3 separate regions of the Mus musculus genome follow, and regions 1 and 2 are each linked to region 3. A link is a contact called in public promoter capture Hi-C data. All regions are on one chromosome and are shown on one strand. Each heading gives the region's core, a stretch centred on a gene start, on an enhancer-like site or on the middle of the called end of the contact. The rest is flanking DNA. Distances are from core to core; before and after follow the strand shown. Region 1 holds the start of Rasgrp3 (RAS, guanyl releasing protein 3). Region 2 overlaps Fam98a (family with sequence similarity 98, member A). Region 3 holds the start of Fez2 (fasciculation and elongation protein zeta 2 (zygin II)).

The links. Promoter capture Hi-C pulls out the DNA fragments that hold promoters and counts their contacts.
Region 1: a promoter capture Hi-C map of pre-B cells shows a contact between it and region 3. The contact joins the promoter of Rasgrp3 here to the promoter of Fez2 in region 3. A contact is called at or near these places in 4 of 39 promoter capture datasets (the 3T3-L1 cell line, cranial neural crest, hippocampal neurons and 1 more).
Region 2: a promoter capture Hi-C map of liver shows a contact between it and region 3, with 6 times the contacts expected there. The contact joins the enhancer-like site here to the promoter of Fez2 in region 3. A contact is called at or near these places in 9 of 39 promoter capture datasets (the 3T3-L1 cell line, the C10 cell line, cranial neural crest and 4 more) and 1 of 115 datasets of contacts at active chromatin or transcription factors (stem cell-derived neural progenitor cells).

Annotation. Positions count from the first base shown.
Region 1 is chr17:75,434,470-75,437,788 of GRCm38.p6, forward strand. Rasgrp3 (RAS, guanyl releasing protein 3) reads left to right here and starts at 1,436. Exons shown (of 17, transcript NM_001166493.1): 1 at 1,436-1,699.
Region 2 is chr17:75,537,846-75,540,886 of GRCm38.p6, forward strand. It overlaps Fam98a (family with sequence similarity 98, member A), which reads right to left. Exons shown (of 8, transcript NM_133747.2): 5 at 2,266-2,346; 6 at 1,556-1,672; 7 at 1,102-1,269; 8 at 1-1,016. The coding sequence ends at 357. Among named protein-coding and RNA genes, the nearest start is that of Fam98a, 13 kb to the right of the region's middle. Within about 2 kb of position 1,451, at least 25 of the 459 cell types and tissues checked have an H3K27ac peak or open chromatin away from gene starts, as enhancers often do. A contact at or near this core is called in liver, where this site is marked.
Region 3 is chr17:78,416,389-78,419,527 of GRCm38.p6, forward strand. It overlaps Fez2 (fasciculation and elongation protein zeta 2 (zygin II)), which reads right to left and starts at 1,764. Exons shown (of 8, transcript NM_199448.3): 1 at 1,445-1,764. The coding sequence starts at 1,695.

The DNA.
Region 1 (3,319 bases), core at 186-2,685, 3.0 Mb before region 3:
CACACACACGTAATTAGAAGTAAAACAAATCTTTAAAAAATAATACAGACCAGTTTATACTTCTACTTACTATTACACAAATGGTTGTTTCTCTACATATCAGTATCAGAAGTTAGCAAAAGTTTTAGCTGCTCGTCTGTTATGTGGGAAAAAATGCTATTATTTTGGGGTTTGCTTGCATTGTCAATAATATGAGGGAATTTGGATTGCAAGAATGCAGAAAAGCTATGTCTGTTTTTCCCATTCATATTAGATTCAGAAGGTATATTCCTTTTTTCTTTTCTTTCTTTCTTTCTTTCTTTTTCTTTCTTTTTTTTGGTATTTTGACTCAAGAAATTCTCTACTTTTTCTCTTAAAGACTTTTATAATTCCTCTGCATGTGTGTGTGAACACACACACACACACACACACACACACACACACACACTGGAGGGGTCACTTTGTAGAGGCCAGAGGAGGGTGTTGGCACTCTCAGAATTGGAGTTACAGGCATTTGTGGGATGCTGGGCTTATTCTATGGGTACTGGAAAACACTTTCTAGCCCCTAGGGTTGCTAGCAAGTGCTTGTAACCTGCTGAGTCAGCTTTCCAGCCTCAACATATTTTTAAATGAAAGGAGAGAATGAGTCTGACATGGTGCTCACTTTGTAATCCTAGTATTTGAGCGGTGAGGCAAGAGGATCACGAGTTTGAGCCTAGCTTGGGCTGTGTAGTAAGGCATCGTCTAAACTGTCTGAGGAAAGGAAAGGAAGGGAAGGGAAGGGAAAGGAAAGGAAAGGAAAGGAAAGGAAAGGAAAGGAAAGGAAAGGAAAGGAAAGGAAAGGAAAGGAAAGAAAAAAATAAGACAGAAAGCAAAAGAACAGAACAGAACCAGGTCTTCCTCCTGGTATTCAGGCACCCCCCCCCCACTCCCACAAATTTGTCTTTCAGGAAATGAAGGATGCAGTGTGAATCTGCTCGTGGTAGTTTACACAGAAAATGCTATTATTTCTGAATTCAAGCTTCGCTGGTGGGAAGTGACAACTTCTAGTCAAGTAGAGACTGAGGGACCAGTTAAGTCACAACTCAATGGCTCACACTAAAGTTGAATTATTTAGGTTAAATTTTCTTCAGTGTGTTTACCAGTGCAGACTTGGAAGGAACACACACACACACTCATACATGCATATGTGTGCACATGCACACGTGCGCACACACACATGCACACTGTACACACACACACACACACACACCTAACACACACACCTCTGACTGCCTTTTGAAATCAAATACATTTCCTGCCTCCTCTTTCCTCGGTACTCACAGCAGCAGCTTATTTATAGCACAGGAAAGGGGAAAAAAACAGCGCTCCACTGGAGGCCGGAAAACTAAGTAGGGAAAGAATAGGAGGAAGTGGGCCTGCCATTTAGCCAAACAGCCTTTACTTCATTGAGCTCAAAGCCTAGCCCCTTCAAGGTAGTGGTTTGTTGGGCACGAATAGGCTTGCAAATCTCTTTCTTTCTTTCTTCTTCTTTTTATTATTTTGCTTTTCCTCTTCACTTATGAATTGGACTTGAGCAATGGAGGGGACAACAGCTCTTTCAGGGGGAGCCCAGCCATCTTGAGGGGTTCAGGCACCTTGAAGAGACTTTCAAGAACCTGGTGAAAGGAGGATCCACACCTCTTGTGAACTTCCACTGACTACATGACTGCGGATTCGGGTATGTGTCCCTTTTAAGTTTGCGTCTTGCTATTTCTCACGTTTCCTTGGCTTTGCTTATTGGGCACAGGCAATATTTGTGATCTGAGGGCAGGTCCTACTATAACTGTAACACGAGCTTTGCTTGTGTCTCTGAAGAGTAGCCAGCCGTCAGAGTCAGCAATGGCATCCTGAGCTTCTGGTAGCAAGTGTGTATTTTACGGAAGTTGTTTTCTTGTGGTGACTTCCTTAAATCTCAGCATCATCTATAATCTCCCTGACGGTCATTTTTGAAAACATCTGCCTGACACTATTTGTGCTTTGTGTCAGGCTGGTCAGTAATCTGTCGGTCACTTCTTTGAGGAATACTGGTTTAGAATATACTTAATAACCATGTCTTTAAACACAACCAAACCATTGCTGAAGTTATTTTGCTGAAATTTAAGTTTTGTGTACAGCTGTGAAGATGAAAATTCATCTGGTACAAAGTTTCCTTTCTTAATCAATCATTCTTAAACAATGATGAACTTCTAAAACATAAAGGCAACATCCAAGCCCTGAGCTTTTCCAGAGACAGGAATTATTCATAGCAATTATTTACATCTGAGTTTTTTTCCAAAACCTTTCTGCTGTATAAATTTTGAGGGTCTTGAAAAAATATCCTTGTGCTTAGAAATGGAAAGGTGGGAGGGAAATTAAATAAACCTAAAAGAGTTGATGATGCTCACAAAAACTTGGAAGGCTTCTGGGGACATGCCGAGGGACATCCCTTGGCATTACGTGAATGCTTTTGTTTAAATGATGAGCCTGTGTGCTTCCAGGGCAGATAACCTCCACCTTTGCGTGGTAATGACGCTTGATTGATGTCAGCACAGTGACTGACCAAGAAGTAGGCTCTGCCAGTTGTTGAGAAGGAAACAGGTTGCTTTTCTTTCTGCCTCTCCTTGCATGAGATTTGTGTGTTTAGAGTTTGCAGCAAGAAGATAGCAAAGTTAAAAAAGCAGAACTGTGAGCCCACCAGAACTGGTGCGGAGCCCGGGGCTTCCTTCTAAGTCATGGTGGCTCTCTTTGGCCCTTTTCTCTGCTGAAAGAATTTAAGTGGGTATTTTGTTGTTGTTGTTGTTGTGCTGTTTTATATTGTTTTTCTGACTAGAAATTTGTAAGTCATTCCATGGAAATAGGTTCACAGAGATATTTTTTTAAAAACACAGGAAAAGCATGACTGTTTTGTTTGTACTGTTTTGAAACGCTTTGAAGAGACAAAGGGAAACACAGTGACTCGAGATTTCCGTGAGAGAGCTAAGCAAATCACTCTCCACGTTGGTTTCCCATGGCAGCACGGTATTTCCAAAGTCAGTTCTGAACCCAAGTTGTTCTATTGAGCTACCACACACATGGCTCTGGGGATGGCGACCTCGCTCTCAATAACCCTGATTCTGCTATCGGTTGAACCTGTCCCTCCCAAAATTGTTAAACGTCTTTGCCAGCTGAGCAGACGCTTTGATTAAAGCTCTTCCTTCCTATGCAAAGGAAGATTGAAGCTTCAATCCTCAGCGCTCACAGGAATGCTTGGTGGGCTAGCCAGCCAGGTTTGCAAGTCCTTGGATATCTTAGAGGAAGACTCCCTTGACAATCTCACATC
Region 2 (3,041 bases), core at 201-2,700, 2.9 Mb before region 3:
TTCAAAACTTGCATATTGAAAATGTGAAAACTATTTTATTCAAGTAATTTCTTCAAAAAAGCATGTATGTTCCAACTGGATTAGTTTACCGGTCAACTAAAGGCAACTTAAATTGCCTTTAAAATTTGTTTTTCATAGAAAGAAGAGATATGTTTCTTAAATAAACAGTGTTATGTAAAACTGTTTAGTAATAAAAAGAGAGAAAGAATTGAATGAAGACCAGCAAATGGTTATCCTAAGCAGGAGTATGCCTGCTACCTGTGGTCTTACATTCATTCCAAATAGATGTTGGATTCAGGATTCTGAAACTAAGTTTCTATTACTTGAGCTCTAGCAAAATGTGAGTTTCTGTAGCCTCAACTAGTATAATGTCTTCCTTGTCCAAATCCAGAATGACTATACTGATAGCCTCCATGTTGGAAGTGCTGTTCAAACTGGCCCCCTTGATGATAAGTCTGGCTCCCTCTTCCTCCCCAGCCTCCTCCCTGGCTTCCACGTCCTCCCCGACCCCCTCGACCACCTCTTCCCCCACGACCACTGCCTCGTTCACCATGGTGCCCACCATCTTGGTATCTATTGTCTTGCTGGTATCCACCGCCCTGGTAGCCACTTCCTGTATATGAAGATGTCTGGAAACCACCATAGCCACCAGCTTGGTAGCCACCACTGTGGCCACCATGATAGCCACCAGGCTGGAAGCCCGAATCTCGATAAGCACCGTCCTGATAACCACCTCCACTTCCACTCCCTCCATCTGTCCAGCCTCCTTGATGTTTATTTCCTCTTCCTCCCCCTCGGCCACCGTGGTCATAGCTACCACGTCCACCTCTCCCTCCTTGTTCATGACCTCCTCGTCCTCCGTATGAGGAATGTTCATAACCACCTCTCCCTCCGCCTCGGCCTCCTGCTTGCTGCTGGGGGCCATCTTGTCTTTTCTGCCACGGTGGCATCTCTGGGGGTGGAGGTTCAATTTCATTAGGTCTGCCGCCTCTGTCAGGCACCCTGCCCATCAGCACCTATGCGATAAGAAAGATAACGTAAACTTCTCATTTTACAGAGAGACTAATGCATGGGAAAGAAAATCAGAAGTACTCTAGTCACCTTATTAATGGCACAGGCAGTCTTTTCTCTTATGGACCCACTGCTTGTCCTTAAAATCTTTGACAAGTCTTGTCTGGCGGCCAGAAGGTGAGCAACAGAGACCTTACCTTTAGGCGACAAGAGTGAGCGCTTCGGCTGGTAAACCTTAGCTAGTTTGTCTGTCTGACTCTGTTGAAACAAAAGTGTTCAAAGACAAATGTTAAAAATTCAGAATGGGGTGTAGAAAACAAACACTACAACTAAAAAGATTAAAGATCTGAGGAGTTTACTGGGTTCCAGGTGGTAGGAAATAGTTTTAAACTCTGTGCAGTTTGCCGTAGTTAAGAATTACCTTGTACAAATACAGCTGCCAGGCTTGTTGACAGAGCAGGCAAGGCAGGCGGGGCTGGGGTCACCTGGAAGCTTTCCTTTCAGGGGTGTAGGGACTGTGTTATAAACAACTACTCCACCGTACCTTAGCTCTGTCAGACCAGCCAAAGGACTGGACGGTGACATCCAAGCGTTTGATTAGCAGCTTCCTCCGGACTTCATATTCATTGGCTATGGCTTGGTTAATGGCTTCTATCTTTTCCTAAAGCACAATTTAAGCAACCAGTTAGGATTTACACATGTGCTTGATCCCCTGTTCTTAAAGAAAAAAACTGACGCTGTCACACGTGACTCCCCAGCATTCCCCACACACGGTCCTTCCCACTGGCTAATATGTGAATGGTTAGTAAAGTGACAGGACAGAAAAGTTAGTCTCAAAACAATAATATATGTAAATAAAGTAAGAATTCTTGGTTAGCTTTCTCATAATTCACTGCATGAAGTTGGCTCAGCTCAGGCAAGGTTGGATCCATCTGGCAATTAGAAAAAAACGCTTCACTCATACCAAACTTCATTTAATAAGTGCATGAAATGTTTACAAATTATGAGTTAAGTGCTTTAAATCACACACAAATAAAATTTATTCTTCATAAATCTGGAGGTTCCCCCAAAATATTCCAAAGATGTCCATGTAGCAAATCACATATCAGAAAATGTAATTTAAATCAGGTGTAATCACAGTACTTGGAAGGCTGAGGCAAGAGGACTGCCAAGAATCTGAGGCCAACCTGGGCTCTGAGTGTTGACATAAAGGATGGCCGCTTAGGAAGTAGCCTCAGGAGGATCACGACTCACCCAGTGGGCTGGTCCCATCGGCTTCTTCAGTAACGGCTTTCCCACATGATTAGGCGGAACTTTTGCTAATGTTTCCTTTAACTGACACAAAAACAAATTAATGAATAAAAAAAAAATCTAAAAGTAATACGTTATCTTCCTCATTACCCAATTCCCATCATATCTTGCCATCAAAAGAAGAATCCTGACAGAGGAAGAGGTGGAAGCAGTTTTGAAACATAAACATAAAGACCCATGAGATAAGACACTGGCTTGGCCCACTCCTCCGTGACTGAGAAGCACGGATCCTTCACTGGCCCTCAACAGGGCCTGACACCAGTGGGCACTAAATGAGCACTAGCTGAATGGATGAATGAACACAGAGACTACGAACTACAGATCCACTGTTGTGCCCCACAGTGTTCACCCCACGGTGAGTGAGTCCGGCAGATATGCAGACAGGAAATAACTTTATATAACAAATACCATTTTCTTTTACTCATCCATTTTTAAATTAAAATGGCTTGTTCCTAATAATTTAATATATACATATATGTATATATATATATATATAAATCAGTATTCTGTTGATAATGTGTGCCATAAAAGTGATTCTATTTTCACACACTAAATTATGTTAGGAGCCAGCAAATTGAGTTTGCTAGTTGGAATATACAAACCCAAAGCAACTGGATTAGAAAACAGGACTTATTAATGTCCTTTTCTGTCCAGTCAGTAGGGGGAAACATAGAAATAATGACAAAAGCTATAAAGATCATCTCAAAGTTCAGTCATTT
Region 3 (3,139 bases), core at 514-3,013:
GCTCTTTGGGGAAAATCTACAAAAGTCACCTTTTGCTGTGCACCGCATGCTTATCTCTGCATTTAAACTCCCACCATACACTTATACCTCCACTGCCCTTGAGGAGAACATGGCTAGTCACCCATGTTAGCATAGGTCCTCTCTCTCTGCTCTCTCTTGGTAAATTTCCTAATTCCTTGAGAAATTAAAACTCTTTAATGCCATGAATCTTATCATAGTTCAAGAATTCCTCCCATGGTTTTGGTGCCTAAAGATACCGGGCATCAAGCAAGACCAATGACCCCGGAGACCTGGGATCTGTAAAAAAAAAAAAAAAAAAAAAAGAGAGAGAGAGAGAGAGAGAGAGAGAGAGAGAAGCTGACTGTACAAGTGGTCTGACTCCAAGGATGCGTCTGACAGGCTTGCTTTACCCGTCCACAATCACACAAGTACTCACACAAAATTATTAAGATGTAATAAAAAATGCTGTTGTTTCAATTCTCCTCACTAACATGTAGTGTCTCCGGCCACCATTGTGTTCCCAATGTTCTGGAAACGGGTCCTACCCATCACCTTCCAAGAGGGCCAGTACTCTTAGGGTCTCCACTCACCCTGCAAACAAAACACTCGAGCTCACTGGCTCGCACCATTCTTTTGGCTAGATTTTCACGAAAAGATGCGGTACATAATTACAACTCTCGTGTAAACAAACAATAATTGGGTTTAAAAGTGTCTGAATAAAGCGCTTTCATCAACCCCTGTGAATGTCATCACACTGAAGCTAATCACAGAGAAAACGGGAGCCATTGCTGCTGTGCACTGGTCTTCTGGATACACTATTAGATATCATTAGTAAGGGCTACCATTTACTTTTTGCCTCTGTGACAGTTTGTTCTTGTGGGCCCAAGAGACTTCTATAACTTCAATGGTAACTCACACCTCTGCACTCTGCCTAACTCCCAGATCTCCATCAAGGATTCAGTTAGCGGCTATAAAGTCTTCATTCGGACATCCCCTTTGAAATCTCCCGTATCCGGTACAAATACCTATCAAAGTACTCATTACACTCGGAAAACATGTGCTTAACCAACCTATGTCCCATCCCACTTTGTGTCCTACTTGAGAGGAGCAATGCCCACTTCGGCATCCCCAGTGCCAGGCCCCATGACAGGGGCTTTAAGAAAAGCGAGTTGAATGAATGAACTGAGCCACACGTGCCCCAGGAGGCAGGGTCTCCACAAGGAAGCACACAGGGGTCTGCAGGAGGGTTCAAGGGGAAGGAAGGCAGGGCAACAGCGGGCATTTAAACTCCAGGGCCAGGCCGGCAGCCCCGGGGCGGGGCTCAGAGCGACCGAGGAAGAAGGAGGGCGCGGGGCGGGGCCTGTGGGGACTCCCGGCTGCGGCGGGGGCAGGGCGAGGTTGGGGCCGCTCCCGCCCGCCCGCCCGCTCCGGGGCCCGCACTCACTCGTCCCCTTGCAGGAGGCTGCACTCCGTGATGGGCCGCACGGCCGCCCGTGGGGGCTCGGCCTCCGACGTGGGGCGGAAGCACAGGCTCAGCTTCTCCTCCAGGCTGGAAGCCAGCGCCGGGAAGCTGTCGCCGCCCGCGTGTGCCCCCGCGCCAGCCTCCGGGCTCGCGTTACAGTTCTCCTGTTCCTGGACACTCCCGGCCGGCTCCTGGAACTCATAGAAATCCTGCCAGTCCCCGTCAGCCGCCATCGCGCCCGCTGCCGGCGCCCCGCCCCGGTCAGACAGCCACGCCCTGTCGCTTCCAGGCCACGCCCCAACGGTGCCCGCCCACTTGAGGCCACGCCCCTTGTCCTCCAGCTCTTGGTTGAGCGGAGACCCAAGCTGACTTTAAAGTCTTCCCTTCCTGAGTCTTCTGGAAGACCTTAACCGAGTTGAGTCACTTCCGATGTTCTTGAGCATTTAGAAACAACTTCCCTCAGTGTCCCTGTCTAAAAGTGGCTAAAAGGAAGACTTCTTTAAACCTACTTACTGTCAGATTTTTGCCCCATAGGAACATTTCTAACACTCCATCTAGATTGACAAGATTTACTGGGAAATGTTTGCTTGGTACCAAAATCCATTCCACAAATACATCTCTCCCATGTGCAAAACGCATGCTTGCTAATAATTATGTGAGTGAATATGCTCAAAGTACTTAGAAAATGCCTCAACAATAAATACTCACCTGCTTGCTATGCATGGTCACTTCTTCATTACTGTAGCCCGACCTTTAAAATTTAATGAAAATTAAATCTTGTAAAAGCATGGCTGAGGTATGGAAAGCTTTCTTTTCATAGACCTAGCTTCTTATTTGTTTGTTTATTTGCAAAATAAAATTATCCATGAAGGTAAAGAGCAGTGATTGTTGTATGCCATATACACTGTACCCTGAAGATGGCTAGGATTATAGTTTTATCACATGCATTTAACTACAACAAAAATCAAGGAAAGTAGGCAGATGCAGTAAATGCCCAATAATAGACAGAATCATTATTCCTTCAAATGTGTCATTCAGGTGGGTGAAACATCTTTCAATAATATATTATAAAATGTTATAAAACAGAGGAGCAATGCAGCTGGGGAAGAGGGGGAAGGGGGTAACTGGGAGGAGTTGAGGGAGGGGGAACTGCAGTCAAAGGGATTGTATGAGAGAAAAGTACATTTTAAAAGGGAATATATATGTATATATATATATATATACATATATAGTGTCTACTCAGGAATTGTATAAAAATTTATTGGGCAACTCAATCCAGTGAGCTCGTTTTATATATAATTAAATACAAAATGCCCAATGAATTTCCTTGCAAACAATACCTGCCCCTCCTTGGGTAAAAGGAAGTGTTAAGTGGTAGAATGTAAGAAGACATTCAACAGGAGACCCATTTCTGCCATGTTGTGGTACCATGCTCTTCCACCCAGCCTTTCTCTAGACTCTTTGACTCAGCCTTTCTTAGAAACTACCCAGTTTCAAGTTTCTGTTCCCTCGCCCCTTCACTCAGTATGTCCTGTCAGCACTTCTTCTCCTTCCTGACAGGCTGCTCCCTTCAGCTAACTTCTAGCTTGAACCAAAGCACCAGCTTCGGGTTTACACAGTCCATCACCAGGGGCCCCCTGAGGAGGAAGCCGGCCTCCTTTATCACTCCATAGAGCC